Regions from separate parts of the Pan troglodytes genome. Here region 2 is linked to region 1. A link is a contact called in public Hi-C data. All regions are on one chromosome and are shown on one strand. Each heading gives the region's core, a stretch centred on a gene start, on an enhancer-like site or on the middle of the called end of the contact. The rest is flanking DNA. Distances are from core to core; before and after follow the strand shown.

Region 1 (7,423 bases), core at 1,457-3,956:
GGGTGTGGCAACTGCCACAGATACACAACCACAGGGGCCTTCGGCAGTCCTGTGGTCTACCCTCTCCTCCTTCCATCCCCATCTCCCACACCATACCAGTTACAAGAGCTTTTAGGGCAGTCTCAAAGGGGTTCAAGTTACCAAAGAACAGCCTTCAGTGGAGTGGGTGGGATGTTGCGAGGCAACTAGCCTAGCCCAGTCCACCCCTGTAACCTTGAAGATGGTGGGGGCATGACCCATGATTGTGATTGTGTAGAGAAGCACCTTCAACTTCTTCAGCATCCACTTTCTCCTCCTCTATCTCGCTCCTCCTCTCTCTGTCCTCTCCCTGCTGCTTCTCAGGGCCCCAGCCCAGCCTGCAGGCTATGGGCCAGTCTGACTTGCCACTACTCAGTCAGTGGCAGCCAAGTTGTCACTGCAGGGAAGCTATATACTGCTGGCCTGTCAGCTGTCATTCACTCTGGCCATGTTGCTTTCCAAACTTCCTCCCACCTTCCCAGGTTTCTCCTGCCCCATGGTCAAAATAAATAGCTAGAGGAAGAATCTGAGGGCAATCCAGACAGATGGAGGATATGCAGGGTAAAATGCTGACCCCCAGCAAAATGGTCAGTAAGGGAGTGGGAATCCTAGGAGGAAAACGCATAGGGAAGAAAAAAGGGCAAGACATGACAATGTTCATTTATTTACTTATTTACGGTCAAAATCTAATATTCGGCTTGCTAAACACCCTGTTGAAGCTTATGCCTGAGCGACAAGGGAGTGGCCAGATGGTGCACTGATTATGCTCCCCAACTCTCTTTGCATTTGGCACTTATGTTCAGACCATTGCTGAGAAGGCCTAATTTCAGTGCTACCCAATCACAGCTCCTGAAGAGAAAAGTGTGCACTGAGAACTTCAAGGGGAGTCTAGGGTAGGGCATTAGACCAGAAAATGGAAAATCAGACCTTTTCACCAACTTACAGAAGGTAGCTGTGTTCCATTTATGCAAGAGTCCTTTGGGTGCCTCTGAGCCATGGGACATGTACATTCTCAAAAGCAAGAGGCCACACCAGGGATGAGAGATGGCCACTCTTCCTGCTCTTGAAAACTGCCAAGAAGCCAAACCAGTGGTAATTTAACTTAACAATTGTTCCTCTCCATTGCAAGCTATCCATTGCATAAAGCCATCTCTTTCTAACCTAGCAGATCACCGGAGAGGGTTAGGTCCCAAAGGTGACTTGGTGAAGCCCTGCCTTCCCTCCCACGGAAAGGGCTTGCTAATTCAGTGGACAGGAAGGTAGAGTTGAAAAAACTGTCCTTAACTTACCCTACTGAACTCAGTAGGTGGCTCTCTGCAAACTGTGTAGGGATTTTGAAAACTACTCCTCAAGCTGACTTATCAAATTTCTCCTAGACTAATCCTGTAATCAGTGGGACCCCAGCAAAAAACTGAGCCCCTGCCATGCAGAGGCTCCTGGTCCAACGTCTACATTCCATCTGGCAGTCATCTGTGGCTTCCACCTTTCTTTTCCAATAGGACTCAGTTCATTTATCTCCACCAGAGACCTCTGCCATCTACCTCAGAGGTCAGAGACCTTTATGAAGAGAGGTGCCAGGGCCTGACTCCAGTCCTTCTGGAAGGGGTGGGGATGGGGTGGGGTCTGCAATGAAGAGGGGCTGGCCCAGGCAATTCTTTCCCAAGTTAGCTGGAAGCTTGCACTCAGAAATCAGCCAGCAGTCATCTTCTGCCTCCATCGGAAACTTTCTGGCCACACTGCTCCTTCTCTCCCCAGCTTTCTGGAGGAACCGATTGGCCCTGGTACCTGGCATGCCCCAGCTGTAGTCAGCATTTCCAGCCTACTCAGTCCCCTTGCTTTCAGCAGAAGTCCCACAGTCTCAGGGGCACTGCATTTCCACAGACAGAGGATTCCCCGTGTAAAGTGCTGGGATCCAAAACAGTAAAGGACAAGGGCTCGCGTAGCCCCCCTACCCTCTCACACGTCCCGCGTGCTCAGTGAGGGCACCACTGAAACCTGGTGTTTCTCAGGCATGGCTGATTCCTAAAGTGAATGCGCTTCAGGAAACTGATGATAGTTTCTTTAAATGATTCTCTCCAGCAAATAACAGCCAGACCCTAGCGGTAGTGGGTAGGGGGTCAGCAAAGCCCCGGACATTCTCCCCTCCCCCCTCCCGGCCACTCCCCAGCACAGCGGCCCAAAACGTGCGGAGAGAAGCAAGCGGGAGGACGCTCAGACACTCCTGTGAGTGGGAGCCGCGTCCACGCTCCAGCGGGAAGTTGCACAGGTTTAAAGCCTGTAGGCACCACCGCCGGCTCCTGCCGCCGCGTAGGTTGCGGTCGGCTGCGGCGCGCTTTCTGAAGTGGCCGAGCTCCTAGACAGGAGCAAAGAAGCCAGCGGCTCGGCCATTTAGCTCCCGACGCGGCGATGAGGACGGCGCCGAGGGCCTGGGGCTAGGTGGGCGGGTAGGGGGAGTATCGCCCAAGCCGTCCTGGACCCAGCGCGTCCCCAGCCAAAACCCCAGGAGGCGGCCACCAACCCCAGGGTCGGGAGTCCCAAGGGCACGGGGCCACTCCGGACGGCGCGACCGGGTCCAAGAGCAGGAAGTTCCAGCGGTAGGGCGACGGTGGGGCGGAGGCGGGGGTCGGGGAAATGGGATCCCCTCACTCCCCGAATGGAGGGGAGGGGAGGGGCGGAGAGAGGCGGGGAGAGGGTGGGCACAGCGCTAAGCGCCGACCGGCGCCCCTAGAGGCGGGGTAGACGCGGGGCCGCGAGCCACCGGGGCGCCGTTTTTACCTAGCTCTTCCTCGTCCTCCTCCGGGCCAAGCAGGCGGCAGGGAAGGCGGCGGCGGAGGCGCACGGTGCGCCGGTACAGGCTGTCTGTGCGGCGCCCCAGGGCCAGCAGGTGCCCCTCGAGGTCCTCGAGCAGAGCCAACGAGTGGCCACAGAGGTCGGCGAGCTGCCGGAGCAGGCTGAGCGCTGCCAGGTGGCTCACGTCGCGGAGCTCCGCCAGCTGCTGCGGCGGGTTGCGCGGGCACAGGCGCTGGGGTACCACCGTGCGCCTGTAGAACGGCATCCCGGCCGCGGGCGCGGGCGCAGGGGACCAGCCTGGCGGCGCGGCGGGCTCACCCCGAGCAGCGCCCCTGGCCCGAGCGCCCCTGAGCGGCGGCCCCAGCTCCGGGTGTAGCAGGCCCCTGGGCGCGGGCCGGAGAGCGTGCGGGCGCCAAAGACAACGGGCGGGTAGGCGGGCTGACGGGTTCCTCGCCTAGAGCGCCGGCTCCCCCGGGGCTGCACACTCGCCGGAGCCACCAGTCCCTCTGACTCTGCTTCGCCGGGCTCCTCCTCCTCCTCCCCCCTCCTCCTCCTCTCTTTTCTCCTCCTCCTCCTCCTAGCTCTGCTACTTCGGGATCCCCCCACCCACCTTTTTTTTTTTTCTTCTTTTGCGGTCAGAGATTCGCAGATTAACGCTTGATCCGGGAGAGGGAGAAAGGGAAGTAGGAGTAAAAAGAGCGAGCTGGAGCGTGAAAGAAGGAATGTCTGCGTGAGGGTGGACGTAAGGTACGGTGTAGAATGTGTGCCCCGGTCCTCCTGAGGAGCTCCACTCCCAGTTCTGATGGTTAAAGTTATTTTTTGCTTTTTTTTTTAACTTAAACTTTTTCTTCATAATTAAAAAAAAAAAAAAATTCAAGCACACCCGCGCCCACACCAGCGGGTAACCAGCGAAGACCGACCGAATAGTTTGACTTTATTGATCTAGATTTCCTTTCCCAAACGTACTCGGTGCCACGCACGGGCTAGACTAGGCTGTGAATACAACCTTCTAGCACCCAGGAGCTTGGAAATAAGGACCAAAGAACCAAATATCTTATTCGACTGTTCAAGAAGACAATGTCTCTAGGGAGTCCCACAGTGCCTGGACATTGTAAAGCCATTGGAGTGGATGAATAGAAACAAACCCATTTTCTGGAACAATAGACTTAATTCAGATAGAGGGACGCCACTCCATAGTTTATGCAAAAAGAGAGCCCAGGGACGCCTCCTTCTGGTAGGGTCCGCCAGCTGGGATAGGCTCTATCCCTGGCCAGACTGGGCTGCTGGGATGCTCTCCGAAGAGGGTTACAGGAGCCGAGATGTGCTTTCAGTGCGGGCAACCCTGTGGTCACGGCCTGATTTCTCTCCATTCCAGAAGGCAGAAAAGAGGGGGCACATTATTGTCCTCAGAAAACCAGAGTACGTGAGCATATGTCCTCGTGCACTTAGGACCTTTCCACTCAGAACGCTTATTTTCAACACACTGAGCTCCCATCTGACTCTCCTCTAACCCACTTCTTTGACTTTGGTGTACTTCGGTTTCTTCCTTCTCTTCATTCTCTTCTCATTTTTCCTCTTACAAATGTTCACATCCTTATAATCCTTTATAATCCATTAGCAAAACACTTTTTTTTTTAAGAGACAAGATCTACCGCTGTCACCCTGGCTGGAGTGCAGTGGTGTGGTCACAGCTCACTGCAGCCTTGAATTCACTCTGGGCTCAGGGGATCCTCCGGTCTCAGCCTCCTGAGTAGCTAGGGCTATAGGCACGTGCCACCACTCCTGCTAATTTAGTTTTTATTTTTTGAAGAGACGGAATCTCCCTATGTTGCCCAGGCTGGCCTTAAACTCCTTGGCCCCAAGCAATCCTCCTGCCTCAGCCTCCCAAAGCACTGGGATTACAGGCATGAGCCACCACACTGGCCAGTAAAACACTTTGAACAGAATACCTGCATCTACATTAATGATTCTGAGCGTGGCCTGTTTTCATGCATTCCTTCAGATAATTAATTGTCCCTGAAGCAGTTCAAGAAGGTTCTACAACTAGTATATTTCAAAATTGCTAATAGATTCTAAATGTTCACACCACAGAAAAATGGTAAATATGTGAGGTAATGGATATGTTAACTAGTTTGATTTAATCATTCCACAATGTATTAATATATATACATCAAACCACATCGTGCCCCATAAATACATATAATTGTTTGTCAATTAAAAATAAAGTAAAAGCGTAATCCGATTTCCCTTTTCAGCATATAGTTGTTTCTTGTTTAGTAAATTAGAACATGGATATTAGAAAAGTTGGGTTCTGATTAAAATAAGAATCAACAAATGGGCAAAAGACTTGTACCCTTTCTGAAATGTAAAATCCAGTTGCAGAATAAAAACCCCAAATTCTCTATTTGGCAAACTCAAACCTGAGCCAAGAGAGCAACTGGGAGGAAGCAGGGACTTGGCTGGACTCTCCAGGGATACTTTTCCTTGACCTATGCGCTGTTTAGACTGATCTCTGCTCTGGAGAAGAAGAAATGAGGTACGAGCAGATTGAAGGAGACTGTGTGGTCAGAGCTTCACTGTCTGAGCACAGCAGGCCTGGACTGGGCCTGGTCGCTGAGCCTCCCTCACTACTCTGATTCCTGATGCTGATGAATCTTTCAGAGATCTATAATAACAAGCCCAATTCCAAGCACACCAGCTTTGGCCCTACCCCCTTTCCCCCAGCCTAGTCTGCTCTCACTCCAGCCTCATCAATGAGATGGCCCTGGCTTTCGTCAAGGAAACATCAAGTATTTGCAATGGAGTCACTTCACAGCAGAGTCCCTCCTCCCTTGCCAGGACTAGAGTGGGTCTGCATGTATGATGGAAGAAGCCAAAGGAATATAAGTTGTCACCTTGCTTCTTATCCAGTCTCTTCCCAACAGGAAAGGTGAGACCTCGAATAAGGGGCTGCCTTGGGTTCAAGAGGTGAGCAGAGATGCAGAAAGCCTCAGAGGAAGGAGCGTAGGGAGCCAGGCTCTGGTATGTGGAGGGAAAGTTAGAGTTCTTGAAATACCGTGCTCCAGCCAAGCTGGCTGGGCAGGAAAGCAGCTAGGGTAAAGTGTCCTCTCCTGTGCTCCCACATCACCCTCTAGCACAGTATCTGGCACAGTGTACTGGAGGGTGATATGAACATCCTTGTTTAATAGTAATACTAATATTCCTTTGTAATAATATTGTCTCCCCCACATGATTGTTAGCTGCATGGCAGCAGGAATCACTTCTGTCTTGTTCACTGCTGTATGCCCAGTGCCAAGCCCAGTGACGGGTACACCACAGGTACTCTGAAAATGCCTGCTGAATGAATGAATGAATAAATGGAGGATTATAGGCAGAGCAAGATATGAAGAGCCTTACTAAAGGATTTAACTCAGCCGAAGGGGCTATAGAGAGTCGTTGTGGATTCTGGAGTAGAACATTGCCTGACACAAGGAAGGAAGTGCTTAAGAACTTTTCATGTGGAGGCCAAGGCTGCTACGCCCCACCTGCGCTCACATCTCCAGAGCCAAGTAGCCAGAAAGTGCTCCGTGAATTCAACATTTGCTTTGATTTGCCTATAAACCTTGGCATTTCACATTCAGAAGGAGAGAGAGAAAATGAAGGTGCAAAGAAGAGAAGGGGAGGCCCTTCACAGCCAAGCCAGACCTGAAAGTGCTGGATGCTTCCCACGCACCCACCAACTCCCATGCTCCAGGCCTTCAGCAGTTCATCCTGACACCAGATTTTCAGTTGCACTCTGAGCCTAAGCCTAAGCCCCTGTGGAATCAGGTATGGATCCGACCTAGAAACAGAGACAGAAGGAGTAGCCAGAGAGGCAGGAGGAAATGGGAGCATTGACCACTCAAGACCAGTAAGGCCTCTGCTTTCCTTCCCATCTCCCAATCTGCCTTCCTAGCTGCTGCTAAGAACCTAGAATTTCAATAAAAATGAACTTGAAAGAATAAATAAGTGACACAGGATATGCCATTTCTCCTTCTTTGAGCTGGCAGTTTCCACAGCTGCAAAATGAAAATTTATGAGCAAACCTCATGTAACCTACCCAGCTTCCCAGTACAGCCCTCAATCTTATTTCAGGATGAGAAACAAGAAAACTGCCTCCATGTTGCTACCTCTCAAATATGCCAGATAGTAGCAACTTGGTGGCTAAGAAGAGATGTTGGCTTTCTCTTTGATATTCCTCTACAGTCAATTGTTTTATCTAAGTTTTTTTTTTTTTCTGGTTTTAGGGACAACGTCTTGCTATGTTGCCTGGACTGAACTCGAACTACCCAGCTCAAGCAATCCTCCCAAGTAGCTGGAACTACAGGGTCGCACTGTGTTTTATCTAAGTTTTAAGAATATATATTTCACCCCACACCCTCTTGCCATGAGACTCAATAAAAATATATATACAGGCAGTGGGGGTATGAAAAGGCTGCTCGTTAATCCTAACTCTAACATTCTGTTCTCTGGTTCTAAGTGTCTGTACCAACAGAAATTAACAAGAATTGGCAAATACTAGATTGAATCGACTCTCTTTTTAAATGTCATTTACCCTTTTTGGTATAAATGCATGGCTCTGCAGTTAAGAATACAA
Region 2 (7,423 bases), core at 1,271-3,770, 93 kb before region 1:
TTGTGGGAGAGACTTGCAGTCCCATGGTGTATATGAAAAACTGGATGGCTAGGAGCAGTGGCTCATACCTGTAATCCCAGCACTTTGAGAGGCCAAGGTGAGAAGATCTCTTGAGGTCAGGAGTTCAAGACCAGCCTGGGCAACAGAGTAAGAACCTTTCTCTACAAAATTAATTAGCCAGGCATGGTGGCACATCTGTGGTCCCAGCTCCTCGGGAGGCTGAGGCAGGAGGCTCATTTGAGCCCAGCAGGTTAAGGCTGCAGTAAGCCGTGATGGCACCACTGCACTCCAGCCTGGGCAACAGAGCGAGAGCTGGAGAGGAGGGTGCACAGAGGTGGGAAGGCATCTGCCTGCCTCTGAGGGGTTGGGGAAATGCAGGAGACTTGCACTGGGCCTTGATGCCTGAGTGAGATTTTTCCAAATGGAAAGAGGGTCAAAGAGCATCCCAGGGGTGGAGATAGCATGGAGGAGAGGAAGGCAGTGTGTGTTTGGGGTTCTGTGTAGCCACACAGTAAGGTCTGAGAGACGGATAAACCATGAACCTGGAAAGGGGAACGCGGAGCCAACTCACCAAAGATGTGTCAGGTTGGTGGGAAGCTGGATCGCAGTGGGTGAGAATGCAAGGCTAAGCAGTTTGGACTTGTTGAATGTTGGGAAGGGACATGATGAAAGCCATGTTTTAAAAAGAAAATTCGGACAGGCAGAGAGACCAAAAGCAGAAAGGAGGCCAGTAAGGAGATTGCTGCAGTGGTCCTGTCACAAATTGAAGTCCTGAAACAGGGTGCTAACCATGGGAACAGAAATGAGGAGGCAGAGAAGAGATACCACTGGGGCCTACTTTGTCTACCTCTGGACTTATCCTGGAGTCATTCTGCAACTTTTCCAACACCTTCTCCCTGGATAACCTTAATGGAACCTGGGCCTCAGGTCTAACTCCTACCTCAACGTGGGCTTATCCCAAATTTATATCTTGAGAGCTGACCTCTCACTTGCCCCTGGGATCAGATTCTAGTTACTTTCTGGACATTTTCAAGTAATCATCTCATCAGCATGTCCGAAATTGCCATCTTGATGCCTGCCCCTCAGCACTAACCCAGTCTGGTAGAACCATGTAACTCAGCTACATTATGGGCTTCTGGGCCTAATCCAGCCACTGATGAATCATCTTACATCTCTATAAAGCAAACGTGATTCCCCAGTTCTAAACCACCAATTTATAAGTGAACTCAGAGGACTCAACACATTCACACCTTGGAGGTCGCCTTGCTTCACGCCCCATTGTCAAGTTCCTCCACAGTGGCCCTCAACCAGGGCTGCACTCTCCTGTCCCCTGGAAGTATTTGGAAATGTCTAGAGGCATCTCTGGTTGTTCAAAATGACTCCGGGGAACTACTGGTCTTTAGAGTCAGGGAATCATGAGGTTAAACATCCTGCAATGCACAGAATCCCACCCTGCAAAGAATTGTCTCACCCCAAGCAACAATAGTACTTTCACCAAGAAACACAGTGACCACTAGCTCAATGAGGCAGGGACTCTATGTTGCTCTCCACTGTGATCTCAGCATGCAGCAGAGTGCACTGCACATGAGGATGTGCAATAAGTGTTGGTTAAATTAACAAATTGGACTAGGTGCAGTGGCTCATGCCTGTAATCTCTGCACTTTGGGAAACCAAGGCGGGAGGACCCCTTGAGGCCAGGAGTTGAAGACCAGCCTGGGCAACAAAGAGAGACCTCTGTCTCTACAAAAGTTGTTTAAAAAAATTAATATAGATACTCATTCATTCATATAACCAATGCCTACTGAGCGCTACCCTTGGTGCTGAGGATAGAAAGATGAACAAAACTTGGGCAATATGCATTTGTATCTCAGCCTGCCTTAGCTCGGTGGGTGGGAAACGTGATCCTGAGATGGAGGCTAAAAGTCCAGAATGCCTCGCCTTCCATAACTACCAAGGGGCCCCTTCCCAGCAAGGGGAACTTACAAGCTAAATGCTGAATTGAAAATTCATTCATTCATTCAACCAACACTTGGATAGCACATAAAACTTTTTGAAGCACTTTCTCAGACATTATCTTGCTGAAGTTGGGCTGCCAGGAGAGGAAGGTGGGGGTGGGGGCTGAAAACTGGGGCCTGAAAGGTTCTCGCCCAGCTCTCCTGGGCCTGAGCAGACAGGTCCTAGCAGACAGTCTCCTGGGACTGGGGCGGGGCGGTAGGGGGCTGGGGGGGTTCTGGTGTGAATGGAAATATGCACCACATGGCCTGAATTGCAGGGCTGACCTCAGGCTCCCACAGCCCCAAACACTTCCAGATGGATTTATTTATAACTCCCAAACCAGAGGCAGCACTCCTCACTGCTTTTCCTTACTCCCCTCCCCACTCCTGGAGCAAGCCGTGGCCGTCCCTCTCCACTCCGGAAACCAGCAGGAGACTGGGAATGTGCAGCCGCTGAGCCACAGCCACAGCCAAACTTGGGCCCCTGGTCACTGCCTGTCCCCTAGGTGGCAACAGCAGCTCACGGTGTGGGTGTGCCTGTGGAGCCTGGCCAGATTCCTGCCCACCTGGCCCATCTGGGCTCTCACAGGACGGCTGCTAAATAGGCAGTGCGAGCCAGGCACATTCACTCTGGCAAGTCTCCGTTCCAGATCTGCCTCCACTTCATAATGCCACAGTCACACCCATGTCTTCTCATTCTCTGTCTCCGGGACATTCCTAGCCCCTCCCCTCCACCATCTCCCACAGGATACTGCTTCTCACTGCTGCCAGAGGCTTTGGACTCTGACATTTTCCAAATCAGGAAACCAAAGCTCAGAGAGGTTGAGCAACTTGTCCAAAGTGACACAGCAAGTTAAATAAAAGAGACAGAAGTTGCAAACCCAAGTCCTGCCCCTGATAATAATGCCTCCTAAACCTCAGTTTCCTCATGTGTGAAGTGGAACTAATGCCAGGCAGGTGGTGTGGTTAGAAGCGTTGGCTCTAGAGTGGCTCTGCTTGGAGCTCATGATGGTTCTGTTATTTACTAGCTGGGTGACCTTCCATGAGTCACTCTTCCTCTCCTAACTCAAGATTTTTTTAATCTTTCCTTTAAGGATTAAAGAGATAATGAATGGCTTAGCATAGGGTCTGTCAGGCCCGCAATACAGAGTAACGACTATGATAGTTTATTGTTCAACTGAATCATTATAGAGCTTACAGATCCCATCTCTTGATGAGATTGGGAGCATTCAGGGTGTTATGGACATAGATCCATCTCTTAAGATATGGGCCAGGCCCCACGCAACATCACCTTCTGACTCCTCACACATAGAAGTAAACTTGGGCCTGAAGAGATTAAGTGACTTGCATAAGGCCATACTTGTAGGAATAGAGGAGAGAGTTGAACCCAGTTCTAGGTGGTTTAGCCCACCCAGCTGAACCTGAGCATTTTGGTGGCCCTAAGCAGGGCTGTGGACACATGAAACCTGGAGTAACCTAGTGGCCCTGGGGCTGAGGCCTTCCTATCTCCCTCTGCTCCTAGCCATGGCTTGAACTGGTGGTGGCTGGAAGGGATAGGGTAGCAAAGAAACCAGGTGAAAGCTCCAGAGTGAAACTTCTAGATGTACATATCTGCTGCCTATAAATCCTCATTGCCCTCAAAGTTACTCAGAACCAAAGTATGGCAAACCCACCTCTCTGCCTCCAAAGGTCCAGACAAATTTTCCTGCAGCTGTTCAGCAACACACGACACCAGATTTCTGCTTCAGTGGGAGTCTTTGGCACTCACATTCCTTTCTGCTTGCTGCTGTGCAATTAAACACGCATAATTTCTCCATGTTTTCCCATCCCGCACCACACGTCAGTACGACCAGTGACAGCATGAGGGAATAGCACAATCTCTGTGCGCATATGGACAAGGGAACCAGTGGGCACTCTGTCAATTGAATGTGACTCACCAAATGGGTTCCAAATCCCATCAGCAATTAGGGTCTATTTATGTGTATTTCCCTCATCTTATCAGTGGGCTACCTAGGATGCTCAGAATTCCTGATAGTCCAAAAATAAGTGCAGTTATTTGGTAAATACCCAGCACACAATAAGCATTTAATAAATGCTCAATCTCTATCCAAACCAAATTAAGTCTCAGAGTTTGTGAGTTTGTAAACAAACTTTACCAGAGAGCCTCAGGGGAAGCTCCTCTCTGCTTCCAGCATTGATACTTAGGAAGGTTTCCTCATGGAACAAAGGCTTTGGTTCTTACCACAGAGACTACCAGATCTACAGCTCCAGTCCTACTGGATAGGCTCTCTGAGCCTCGGTTTCCTTATCTGTGATATGAGAACAATATCACTAATCACAAAGTTGCTCCGAGGCATCTGACACTGAGTCGGGTACATGGTACTCTCTTAATAGATGTTACATTTATAAAGCTTTTTCTTGCAGCAAAAGTAAATTCTAACACACTCTAGAATTATCTAGAGTAAAATTATTTCTTCTCTCAATATTGATCAAGCATCTACTATGTCCACAGCAGCATAAAAGAAGCAAAACAAATTCAAAATAAAGTTTCTTTCCTCTAAGAGACTGTAATATAGCTGGAAACTTAGGCAGGTGTGAAATATGTCAGATAACTCAAATGCCTTTAGGAGCCAGGAAGGTACTATAAATGAGTGAATGAGGTTGGAGTGAGACAATACGGAGCAATGGGGACTGTGTCTAGCTGGAGAGCACATACTCCATCTAAAGTGGAAGCTGCCACCCGGCCATGCCAATCTAGCTAACTACTGTCTTGGGGGCATACAGATCCAGTATTACCAGATTTTTCTGTTTTTCAAAGAAGCTAGAAATCCAGATTCTATGGAAAGATTACTAATTGCTACATGTTAGCACATAGTTTAAAAAGAAACAAACCACATGCAGACTAAACAAAATACACCTGTGGGCATTATTATTTGGCTCACCAGCCAACAGTTTGCAACCTCTCCATAATGGTAGATGATACATTTGTCAAAATAAGTGCTGCTGACAATAAGTCTTAGACACATACAGAGGACATGAGTCCCTTGGGCTGGGATGATCTGGAAAGTTTTCCTCAAGGTGAGCCTACCTTAAGGTAGGATTCAGACTGGGCCCCAAAGTATGGGTGTAAGTCTGACAGGTAGAAATGAGGAGCAAAGAGCTGTTGACAAGACTGAAGGTAGAGACAAGAATGTTGTAGTCAGAGCTCACAAGCGGTGAAGAGATGGGTCTGGCTGTTAAGGCTTCCTGGGGGGAGGGGCAACTTCTGGCCATTCGGTTGGTCTCAGTGGAGGAGGTTTCTCGTGACAAGAATTAGGGATCTCAGTGTGGAGGAAACAAGGGAAGATGGGAAGCTGTTACTTAGAGAGTCTGTTTCTGAGAAGCCAGTCAGAGAGAAATAGTAAACACAGACAGACATATACCTCATTGGCAGGGGTGGGAAAAGTACATTTTAGTTAAGTCCAGGGCCATTTCCAGAATAAGGCAATGTAAAAGTCTATGAGAAGAACAAATAAATAATGCATGATCCTAGCTGCTGACTAGAAACAGGTCCAGACGGTGGGAATGGGTAAACCGTAGCACAGCGAAACCAGCCATGTTGGAAAGGAAGGCTCTGGCACCATATAAGCACTGTGGAAAGGAAGTAAAAAGCCAGGAATGCACAAAAATCTTGGAAAGTATTTTTTTAAAACACTTTAGTAAGAACATAGGTAAAATATATGTCCACGATTAAAAGCCCCAGGATTTAGAAGCCATTCCCCTACAAGGCTGTCTGACTGGCTGGCTGGGTGAATGACTGAAAGGGGCATCTTACTCCAAAGGGAGAGCACAGAGATGTGTGGCAATGCAGGTGTCAGGAAGAATTCCATAGGCCCCACATCAGATTTTGTGACCACTAAAATGACAGGTGAGGCAGGAGAAGGTCATGGAAAAAGCACAAGGGTGATAGACAGGATTATAGCCCCCACAACGATGTCCACATCCTAACCTCTGGAACCTGTGAATGTGTTCAGTTACATAACAAGGGGAACTAAGGTTTGCAGGTGGAGTTAAAGTTACTTATCAGCTGACACGGACTGAAATGGGGAGAAGCTGCCCATCTCATCTGGGTGGGCTCAATGTAATCATGAGGGTTTTTATAAAGTGAAAGCGGGAGGCTGGAGAGTCAGAGTCAGAGAAGGAGATGTATAGAAGCAGAATCAGGGTGATGGGATGTGAGAAAGACTCGAATGGCCACTTTTGGTTTTGAAGTCAAGGAATGCAGGCAGCCACTACACGCTGGAAAAGGCAAGGAAAAGGATTGTCCTGTAGAGTCCTAAGAAGGAATGCAGCCCTGCTAGCATCTTGATTTTAGTCCAGTGAGACCAATCTCAGACGTCTGCCCTCCAGAACTGTAAGATAATAAATTTGTGTTGTTTTAAGCCACTGAATTTGCAGTAATGTGTTACAGCAGCAATATGATACTAATACAATTGGCTTTGGACTCAGATGAATGTAGTTTAATCCTGGCTCACTGTATACCAATACTTGACCTTAGTCTAGTCATTTAACCTCTCTTAGCCTTAATATCCTTATCTGTAAAATGGAGACCACAATACCTTCACTTCACAGAGTTGAGGTAAAGAGCACCTGTAATGATGAACACAAAGGGATAGTACAGCCTCGCACAGAGAAGGTGCTGGGCAATGTTCTTTTCTTTCCTTCAATGTGTTTGATGAGATCATAATTCATATGTAGGACCGGTGGTGTTCTGGTAAGTGTTCAGCAACCAGCTCTCAAAAAAAATGCACAAACGTATATATAAATATACACATACATACATAGGTTTATTATAAATTTACTTATATAAGAATGTGAAGTGCTCAATTTACAGATAATACTGAAATATATAATACTCTTTATTATAAATTCCATATAACCAATGGATTCTCCCATAATGCTTTCATTGATTTTTGCTGAACACATATCAATAGCCAAACTTCGGCCATAACAGAAGAGCAAGTGCAGTTCCTAAATGAATGATGGTTGATATTTTCATTTATGTTAATGAGTAAGAAGAAAGTGAAACAACCAAGAAGTATTGGAACTTGACAATTTTTTTTTAAATGTTGAAATAATTTTAGACTTACAGAAGAGTTGTAAAAACAGTACAGAGAGTTTCTGTGTACCCTTTACCCAGCTTCCCCTTATGTTGACATCTTACATAATTATAAAACATTGATCAAAACTGAGAAATTAAACTTAGTACAACATTAACTAAAGTACAAACTTATTTGGAGTTCACCAGCTTTTCTACTGAAGTCTTTCTTCCATTCTAGGATCCAATCCAGGACCCATATTGTATTTAGTTGGTCATTTATTTTGTAGAATGTCTCTCAATTTCAGTTTGTCTTCTGTTTTCTCATATAATTTAATTTTTAATGATGGCT

What was found. A called contact is a pair of places that touch in the nucleus more often than the background predicts.
Region 2: a Hi-C map of induced pluripotent stem cells shows a contact between it and region 1, with 2.4 times the contacts expected there. The contact joins two enhancer-like sites. A contact is called at or near these places in 3 of 7 Hi-C or Micro-C datasets (induced pluripotent stem cells and stem cell-derived neural progenitor cells) and 1 of 1 datasets of contacts at active chromatin or transcription factors (stem cell-derived excitatory neurons).

Annotation. Positions count from the first base shown.
Region 1 is chrX:69,707,849-69,715,271 of NHGRI_mPanTro3-v2.0_pri, reverse strand. No RefSeq gene overlaps it. Among named protein-coding and RNA genes, the nearest start is that of CXHXorf49B, 150 kb to the right of the region's middle. Within about 2 kb of position 2,706, at least 6 of the 24 cell types and tissues checked have an H3K27ac peak or open chromatin away from gene starts, as enhancers often do. A contact at or near this core is called in induced pluripotent stem cells, where this site is marked.
Region 2 is chrX:69,800,513-69,807,935 of NHGRI_mPanTro3-v2.0_pri, reverse strand. No RefSeq gene overlaps it. Among named protein-coding and RNA genes, the nearest start is that of NHSL2, 77 kb to the left of the region's middle. Within about 2 kb of position 2,520, at least 2 of the 24 cell types and tissues checked have an H3K27ac peak or open chromatin away from gene starts, as enhancers often do. A contact at or near this core is called in induced pluripotent stem cells, where this site is marked.